2 separate regions of the Macaca mulatta genome follow, and region 1 is linked to region 2. A link is a contact called in public Hi-C data. All regions are on one chromosome and are shown on one strand. The core of a region is the stretch at or near the end of the contact, and the rest is flanking DNA. Distances in the headings are between cores, read along the strand shown. Region 1 holds the start of SEC22B (SEC22 homolog B, vesicle trafficking protein). Region 2 holds the start of LOC144338663.

The links. Hi-C and Micro-C count contacts between places; a contact is called where the count stands out from the background.
Region 1: a Hi-C map of fetal cortex germinal zone shows a contact between it and region 2, with 2.8 times the contacts expected there. The contact joins the promoter of SEC22B here to the promoter of LOC144338663 in region 2. A contact is called at or near these places in 4 of 14 Hi-C or Micro-C datasets (CD4 T cells, fetal cortex germinal zone, fetal cortical plate and 1 more).

What each region holds. Positions count from the first base shown.
Region 1 is chr1:120,110,568-120,115,214 of T2T-MMU8v2.0, reverse strand. SEC22B (SEC22 homolog B, vesicle trafficking protein) reads right to left here and starts at 1,789. Exons shown (of 5, transcript NM_001261329.1): 1 at 1,582-1,789. The coding sequence starts at 1,656.
Region 2 is chr1:119,950,074-119,954,647 of T2T-MMU8v2.0, reverse strand. It overlaps LOC144338663, which reads right to left and starts at 2,855. Exons shown (of 3, transcript XM_077989052.1): 1 at 2,780-2,855; 2 at 2,194-2,722. The coding sequence starts at 2,855. All of the region lies in intron 8 of LOC106996441 (myomegalin), which reads left to right. It overlaps LOC114677576 (a long non-coding RNA gene), which reads right to left and starts at 1,109. Exons shown (of 2, transcript XR_013399338.1): 1 at 420-1,109; 2 at 1-226.

The DNA of each region.
Region 1 (4,647 bases), core at 540-3,039, 160 kb before region 2:
CCCACCCACTATAGGAAAACTATTTTTTAGTCAAACTACACATCCTTCAAGGATATTTCCCTACACTATCTACTTTGTTCAAATCATATTCCTAGGTTCACTGGAACAATTACATTCCTTCTGCAGGATGGTCCTAGAATATTCCTGAAAAACATTTCACATTAGCAAATCAGGGTATGTTAAATTGTTCACAGTTTATTTCAAAGATTAGACTTTGTTTTTATGAAATGAATAGAATATATTTCACTTAGCATGACCTGCAACTTGATTATCTGTATCACCACTCTCCTAAAAGTGAAAGTAAATACATTTCCAAATCAAACCTAAAAAGGCATATAACTAAAGAGAATAGTTCCTTACTACTGGATCCTACTGTTACCTTAATGTCATACCTTCTGGGAAGACTTTCCTCATTTCCTAAAACCAACTTAGATACATTTTCCATGTTCGACAAAACCCTCTTCCTTCTCCTTAGCAGTTAAACTACATTTTAATAGTATATTGGTTATCTGATTTTTCCACTAGACTGTAAGCTCCACAAAGGTAGAGACTGTGTACTCTAACCCCCTGCATTAACACTATGCCTGGTACATTTGATGTGCTCAGTAAAATTTTTTTTGCATTAATATATGAATGAAAAGTCCAATAGAAGAAATGTGCAACCTATTTTTTCTATATCTCATCTTTTTTTAAGGCTCAAGGTTTTAAAACACTACTTAGACTGTATGAAAAAGTAAAATAAAATTGATCACTTTAAACAAATTATATAAATTCCATTGTCAGTTTTGTCTTCAGAACCTCCCAAGCTTGCTCCAGAAATTTGTCTTCAGAAATTTCCACTGTGATTCTAAAACACAAAACAGCTTTCTTTTAAGACGCCTGGAGTTATTGCTGTTTTTAATCAATTCAATATATTTTTGAGCACCTACTAGCATAAAGCAGCCATTGTAAAAGGTATGAATAACAGAGATGATTAAGATCCGTCGTTTGCCCGCTAGGAAACTCAAGTTATTGAAAGACAAAAAAATAAGTTACAATGTATTGCAGGAATGTGGTACGGCGTATTGGAGAAGGTGGGAACTGGGAATAATCCTGAAAGAATGTGCTGTACTGAACTTTAACAAGTGCTTTTATGTGGCAATATTACCTCACCCACTTTCAAAAGACGTCAGCAAGCTAGGTCAAGGATCAGGTGCTACGTTATAGAGTTGAAGAACTTGGCTGATTTGTCCCAGGATTTATCCGTCAGCAGTCCTATTAGCAGCAGAAAATTAGAAATCCTGATTTTTAACAGTCCCTAAAGAGTCAAAGAACACTGGGTGATCACAATCAACCAAAGCTATCACTTCTCCAGAGCGTTTTTCTAAAGAGAAACAGGTAACACAAAAATCTGAACAACTCCTTCAGGAAAGATTCCTCTCACCGGTAGTCTCTCCCACACCAAAAGATAAAATAGCACTTCAGAGAGGTCGGGAGTGCCCGAGAAGTCACAGAGGTCTCTCGGCCCTAGGAAGGAATGCGATGCTGAGGGCAAAGCGCGCTGGCAGACTTGGGGTCGCGGGGATCTAGTAAGCAGCTCACCTGTTCGTCCTCCTGCATCGAGGCGGCCAGCGGGAGCCCGTCCGCCACTCGGGCGATCATTGTTAGCAACACCATCTTCACAAATTACAGGGATCCAACACTGGCCCGGAAGGCCGTTGGTGTCGTCCTCACTTCCTCCGCCGCGACAACAGTTATTCCCTATGTCTCAGTTACCGGAGATCCAGCTGCTTGCGTCTCCGCTTCCCGCTGAGGTGGCCGGAAACAGCGCAAGAGCTTTCCACTACCGGTCCCCAGAATTGGCTTCCCTCAGAGAACCACAACCATCAGAACACTGGTTCCGCGATCTGCCTTCCACCTTCTTAAACTTCCAAGGTCTGGCCGGCTTTTCTGAATTTGGGGCTTCGAATAAGCCTCGCCCTTTGAGGGGCATTGCACCCAAGCTGAATCAGAATTTTCTAGTTCTTGAAACTAAGTCTTGGGAGAGAGCTGGGAAGGAGGGTGGGAGTTAATGGGTACTCCCCATTAACCATTAACCGTTAACCATGAAAGGTATGTAAAAAAAATGAAAACCCTGAAAATTAGGCTAGTTTCATATTTTTTTCTATTTTCTATGTTATATATTCTATAAAATTTTCTATATGTATTTCTGGACAAAGATTTTTGTCTATTTTTGCTTGTTTGTTTATGCGGCATCCCCACCAGGCTCCTTAAATAGTTTATGGTAAGAAGTCAATAAATATTTGTTGTATGTGTGAATAAATGAACAAGTACAGGACATCTTTTACCACCTAGGTCAGTCAGCCTACAAAAAGCTAGGATCAGGCCAGGCGCGGTGGCTCACGCCTGTAATCCCAGCACTTTGGGAGGCCGAGGCGGGCAGATCACGAGGTCAGGAGATCAAGACCATCCTGGCTAACAGGATGAAACCCCGTCTCCATTAAAAATACAAAAATTAGTCGGGCGCGGTGGCGGGCATTTGTGGTCCCAGCTACTCGGGAGGCTGAGGCAGTTGAATGGGGTAAATCCGGGAGGCGGAGCTTGCAGTGAGCCGAGGTTGCCCCACTGCACTCCAGCCCGGGTGACAGAGAAAAAAAAAAAAAAAAAGCTAGGATCTCTTATATATCTAGGTGTTCCCATCTCTTTGTTCTTTGGTGTCCCCATCTCTACAGTGGGGATATTATCGGCCTTTCAGGGTTTTAATGAATATTAGATGAGAAAATCTAGGTGCAAGGGTTTCATAAGCTAAAACAAGAATCATACAAATGCTTTTATTTATCATTACTTAATAATGACTACTCTTTACTAAGTGCTTACAGTTAGTTCTCACATTAATAGAAACACTGTTAAGTATATTCTAGATATTAATTAAGCAACCCAGTAAGCTTGTTTAGTATTGTATCTCCAGTTTGTAGTTGAGAGGAAAGCCTCAGAGAGCTCACAGTGATGGGAACAGGATTTGAGCTCAGGTTCAACTTCAGATCCTGATGTGATTCTGTCTTAACTTGTACCCATTAACTAAAGAGCTCAGACTTTTGTTACCTTTTATATTGGCCTTCAGCATTAGAAGAAAACTAATATTCTTTTTGTGTGGCATTTTCTTTATTAAAAAGATTTTTATTTCAAGAGCTTTAGGGTTACAAGTGGGTTTTTGTTACATAGATGAATTATATAGTGGTGAATGCTGAGATTTTAGTGCACCCATCACCCGAGTTGCGTACATTATACTTAAAAAGTAGTTTTTTATCCCTAGGTCCCTTCACACCCTCCCCCTTCTAAGTCTCTAAAGTCCATTATATCACTCTGTATACCTTTGTGTACTCAAAGCTTAGCTCCCACTTAAGTGAGAACATATGATTTTTGGTTTTCCACTCCTCAGTTACTTCACTTAGCATAATGGCCTCCAGCTCCATCCAAGTTACTGCAAAGACATTATTTCATTCTTTTTTATGGCTGGGTAGTATTCCATGGTGTGTGTGTGTGTGTGTGTGTGTGTGTGTGTGTGTGTGTATCACATTTTCTTTATCCGCTCATTAGTTGACGGGCACTTAGGTTGGTTCCACATCTTTGCAATTGTGAATTATGCTACTAAGAAAACTAATATTATTTAACGATAGACTTTTGAGACCAAAACCCAGTAAGACCTAGTGATTGACTCCACATTAAAGATGAAGGACTAGAATAAATAAGACAAAAAAAATATACAATTGTACTATTAACAGAGACAGAAAGTGAAATGGAAGTGAATCCTTGTGTATATGGGAGTTTAAGTTAGTAGAATCATAGTACTTTACATTTAAAATAGCCCATAGATATAAGTTGTTCTAATTTCCCTTTCTCCCACTCAACAAGGACATGCCTTCTCCACAGCCTCAAATGATGGTCATTTGAGTAATGGGGAATTCATGATACAAATATTTTAACTAAAGATACAGACTGCCATGTTGATTAGAGAAGCAGAGAGAGAAGAATGTAGTAGGTGTGTGCCGAGAAGCAAATTCGGAGTAAGAATCCAAATCTTTTTTCAGTTCCTGACTCTAGGCTCTTCCCAAGGCCCATACACATTCTTGCCATTCAGACACTATTGCTTCTTTATAACAAATTCCCTCTTTTACCTGCTTAGGCTACTTTGAGTTAGTTTGTTACTTACAACCAAAACACTCACACACACACCCCAAAAAACTAATAAAAGCATGGAGTCACCCTGGAGCAATTATTTCTTGGAACAACAACATTCATACTCACACCTCTTACTTTTATCCTTTCTAAACACACTAGATGACTCTGGCACCCTTCAAACACAATTGATTCCAGGAAAAGGATAGTGATCTTAGGCCGCTAATAATTTCAGCCATCAGGAGAAAACTAGAGTTGTCTCTGAAACTGCCCACTATTCAGACCTTGGGAACTCTGGCATCTGAGTTCCTTTTCCTTCTGACTTGATCAGCTTCATCTCATTCACATCTAAGTGTTGTCTTTGAGCTGCTGCCCTTTGATTCTTGGAGCAATATAGTACTGTGTAATAATGGTTAACACTGTGATCAGTGAGTACATGGAAGGTTCTCAACTATTTTACATTTAATTAAACAGGAGTATCAGCAAACATTT
Region 2 (4,574 bases), core at 1,606-4,105:
TTTGCTCTTGAAGAGCACTTTGTTTCATTCACATTTGTGGCTTGCATTGACAGTAAAAAACAAGATCTGGATTACACTTAAGACTGGGTACGGCAAGGTAGTGTCCTGGCAGGCAGTCTGTCTTTCCATCAGTCAGGGTAAGTCCAGAAACTCTTTGCCTTTCTATAGATCACCATAGATTCCAAAGCACGTTGCTTAATTTCTTCCAACTTTGAAGCTCACATACCTAGAGGCAGGCAAAATGCAGCTGTAGTTTTACTGGAAACCCTTTTATATTCTTGGTTTTTGAGTCAGAATACACACAGTAGATGAAATTACATATGCAAAATTCTACAGCCTATGATATTAGGCCATTCTTGCATTGCTATAAATACTTGAGACCAGGTAATGTATCAAGAAAAGAGGTTTAATTGGCTCACAGTTCTGCCGGCTTTATAGGAAGCATGGTGCTGGTATCTGCTTGGCTTCTGGGGAGGCTTGAGGAAGGTTACAATCATGGTGGAAGGTGAACCGGCGGCAAACAAGTCACGTGGCCAGAGCAGGAGCAAGATGGGGTGGTGGAGGCACCACACACTTTTAAATGACCAGATCTCAGAAAAACTCACTCACTATTGCAAGGGTAGCACAAACCCATAAGGGATCTGCCCCCCTGACCCAAACACCTCCCACCAGGCCCCACCTCCAACACTGGGGATTACAATTCAACATGAGATTTGGTGGGGCCATATATTCAAATCATATCGCCTACTAAGGCCAAAGCTCTAAGTACTGTCTTTCTCTCTTACAATAGAGCTACAAGATTTTGCTTTGGTGATTAAGAGAACAATACAATCTTATGTAGGCAGAGCCCCATAATGTTTTAAAGTGACTTAAAATATTCCAATTCATATTAAAATAATAATAGCCATTATTTAATGAGCTAAACATGGTTAAAGCATTTCCTCAAAATTATCTCATTTGGTCTTCAATATGAAGTTTGGGGGGCTTATTATGAACTCTCATAGATGGCATTTGGATGTCTTCAGGTTTAGGAGGATGGGCTCTGTCCTGGGGACGAGGTTCAGAAAAACTTAGACGTTGCTGGCCTTAGCTTACAAGGTCAAGTTAGTAAAAAAAAAAAAAAAAAAATTAACATGATTAGAACTGAGAAATGGCCTGCTCTAGGGGACTGCAAGTGATTGCTGCGGTTGTTCCTCTTGTTCCGTGTCTGAATGCCTCTCAAGTCAGGAAGAGAATTCTTTATTAAAAATGGCCGGAGGGCGCGGTGGCTTAAGCCTGTAATCCCAGCACTTCGGGAGGCCCAGGCGGGCGGATCAGGAGCTCAGAAGATCAAGACCATCCTAGCTAACACGGTGAAACCCCGTCTCTACTAAAAAAATATGAAAAATTAGCCGGGCGTGGTGGCGGGCGCCTGTAGTCCCAGCTGCTCGGGAGGCTGAGGCAGGAGAATGGCGTGAGCCCGGGAGGCGAAGGTTGCAGTGAGCCGAGATCGCGCCACTGCACTCAAAAAAAAAAAATGGCCGGAGGTACCTGCATCCCACCTAGTCAGGGCTCTAGCTTCCCTCCTCTTTGTGTGCAATCCAAGTTTTAGACCCAAGGGTGGAGGACCTACCACTGTACAGTGCTGAGTAAGACAGGGTTCTCACCGAAGTCAGCGAAGTTCCCAGTCCTTTCTGGCGCGAGCTGCATTCCCAGACACTCCAGCTCTTGCCGAAAGGAGCTCCGTCTTTTGCGCTAGTGTTTGTCTACCCTCCCCTGCCCTAAAATAATGAATGCCCTCTACCTGAGGGAGAGACTTCAGTGGCGGTAATCTACTCGCGGCTGGCTGCATCCTTGAAAAAGCACATTTCCCTTCTACTATCTTCAAGATCTTGGTTAACCAGATTCACATTGTATTTGCAGGACGCTTTCTCAGGTGACTGCTCAGTGCTCTTTTTTACCGAAAGTAGGGCAAAGTCCCCCAAGGGTGCTAACCCTCCCCCACCCACATCAAGGAAGAAACAGTCCTCTACTCTTTTCTGGACATTCCGGTTCAGAGTCGAGGTAAGGGTTGCACGGCCCCGCCCCACCCGCCCCTCCGTTACCAAGCCTTCCCCCGCCCGCCTCGCAGTCTCAGGGCCTTAGAACCCAGGCGGGGCGAGGCCGGGAGAGGTGGGGCTGCTGGCTGGAGGCGGCGGCGGCGCGCAGCGGTACCTAGCGGCGCTGCCCGGCTGGCAGCCGGAGGACGTGGCACTGTCCGAGGATCCAGGGGGAGGGGATTCGGCCTTCTCCTCCCCGCGAGGAGGAGCCTCGGGACATCCTGCAGAGGCGGGAGGATCCTTGAGGGCACTGGTGCGCCTTTCAGGTGAGCTCTTAGCAGATAAAAGCGGCTGGCTGTGGTCCGCGCCAGTAGTGCTTTCTGCTCTGCACTCCCAGTGAGCCAGGTGCGCAACCGGAGTGGGGGCGAGGGGCGTGCTGGCCACCCCGCATGCGCAGAGCCGGGAGCCCGCTGAGCGGACTACAGCTCCCAGAGGAGCCTTGTGGAAGCCGCAGACGTGGAGCCGCTGGCGCCATCTTGAAATCTGATCCTCAATCCCCGAGCCTTTGAGTCTGCGCGGCCGGCCGCTGCTGCTCCGGGAGCCCAGTCTGTTAAAAGGGTAGGACGTTGAGGACGCGGCGGCTGGCGGGAGAGACAGCTGGGGAGAGACATGGCAGGGTCGGAGCGCGGCCTGCGCCTCTGTCACTCAGCATCCTCTTAGACGTTTCCACGCCCGCCCCCTGCCCAAGGGGCGGGGCTGACGGCTGTGGTACCCGGAGCCGGCGCACGGGGTAGGGGTGCACCCCTGCAGAGTGAGGACCCCACTGGGCTGTGCCATGCTGACTGGAGACCACTGAGGCGGGAGACAGAGCGCGGCGAAGAGCCATTGAGTGGTCATCCAGTAGCCGCCGCCGCCGCCGCCTCAGGAAGCTTGGCACCCGCTAGGAGGGAAGATGAAGGAGATTTGCAGGATCTGTGCCCGAGAGCTGTGTGGAAACCAGCGGCGCTGGATCTTCCACACAGCGTCCAAGCTGAACCTCCAGGTTCTGCTTTCGCACGTCCTGGGCAAGGATGTCCCCCGCGATGGCAAAGCCGAGTTCGCTTGCAGCAAGTGTGCTTTCATGCTTGATCGAATCTATCGATTCGACACGGTTATTGCCCGGATCGAAGCTCTTTCTATTGAGCGCTTGCAAAAGCTGCTACTGGAGAAAGATCGCCTCAAGTTCTGCATTGCCAGTATGTATCGGAAGAATAACGATGACTCTGGCCCGGAGGTCAAGGCGGGGAATGGGACGGTTGACATGTCTGTCTTACCTGATGCGAGATACTCTGCACTGCTCCAGGAGGACTTCGCCTATTCAGGGTTTGAGTGCTGGGTGGAGAATGAGGATCAGATCCAGGAGCCACACAGTTGCCATGGTTCGGAAGGCCCTGGAAACCGACCCAGGAGATGCCGTGGTTGTGCAGCTTTGCGGGTTGCTGATTCTGACTATGAAGCCATTTGTAAGGTACCTCGAAAGGTGGCCAGAAGTATCTCCTGTGGCCCTTCTAGCAGGTGGTCGACCAGCATTTGCACTGAAGAACCAGCGTTGTCTGAGGTTGGGCCACCCGACTTAGCAAGCACAAAGGTACCCCCAGATGGAGAAAGCATGGAGGAAGAGACGCCGGGTTCCTCTGTGGAATCTTTGGATGCAAGCGTCCACGCTAGCCCTCCACAACAGAAAGATGAGGAGACTGAGAGAAGTGCAAAGGAACTTGGAAAGTGTGACTGTTGTTCAGATGATCAGGCTCCGCCGCATGGGTGTAATCACAAGCTGGAGTTAGCTCTTAGCATGATTAAAGGTCTTGATTATAAGCCCATCCAGAGCCCCCGAGGGAGCAGGCTTCCGATTCCAGTGAAATCCAGCCCACCTGGAGCCAAGCCTGGCCATAGCATGACAGATGGAGTTAGTTCCGGGTTCCTTAACAGGTCTTTGAAACCCCTTTACAAGACACCTGTGAGTTACCCCTTGGAGCTTTCAGACCTGCAGGAGCTGTGGGATGATCTCTGTGAAGATTATTTGCCGCTCCGGGTCCAGGTATACAAAACGGCTACACAGTGCCTTTCTGATTATAGCTAGCTGGCCTCTGGCTTCACATGATTTCGGTCTAGGTGGAGGTTAGTAATATTCTAGACTTGAGAAAATTAGTCATGAGCCCATTTTTGCTGCACCTTTTCTGTGTCTCATTTAGTAAACGTGATTCGTACTCAGATAATTTGCTTTTCACAGTCTTTGTAAAATCTGTTGGCCTTCCCATTATCAAAATTGTATACCTTTTAAAACAAAAAGGTAAAGATTCCCACTTCACTTTTATCCTGTAAAAAGAAGACATTTAATCTCATTTCTGGCACTAGAACTTTTCCTCTTATCTCCTTTTTTTTTTTTTTTTTTTAACAACTTTTAAAATTTGTTCTTGTTTTCAGATTTATAGACGTTTCCTCCCAATGGCTTTCTGTAAGGCAGTTAGTTCTCTAGTTAGTTCTTCCCAGAGCATTGAAGCTTTCATCCGCAAAATG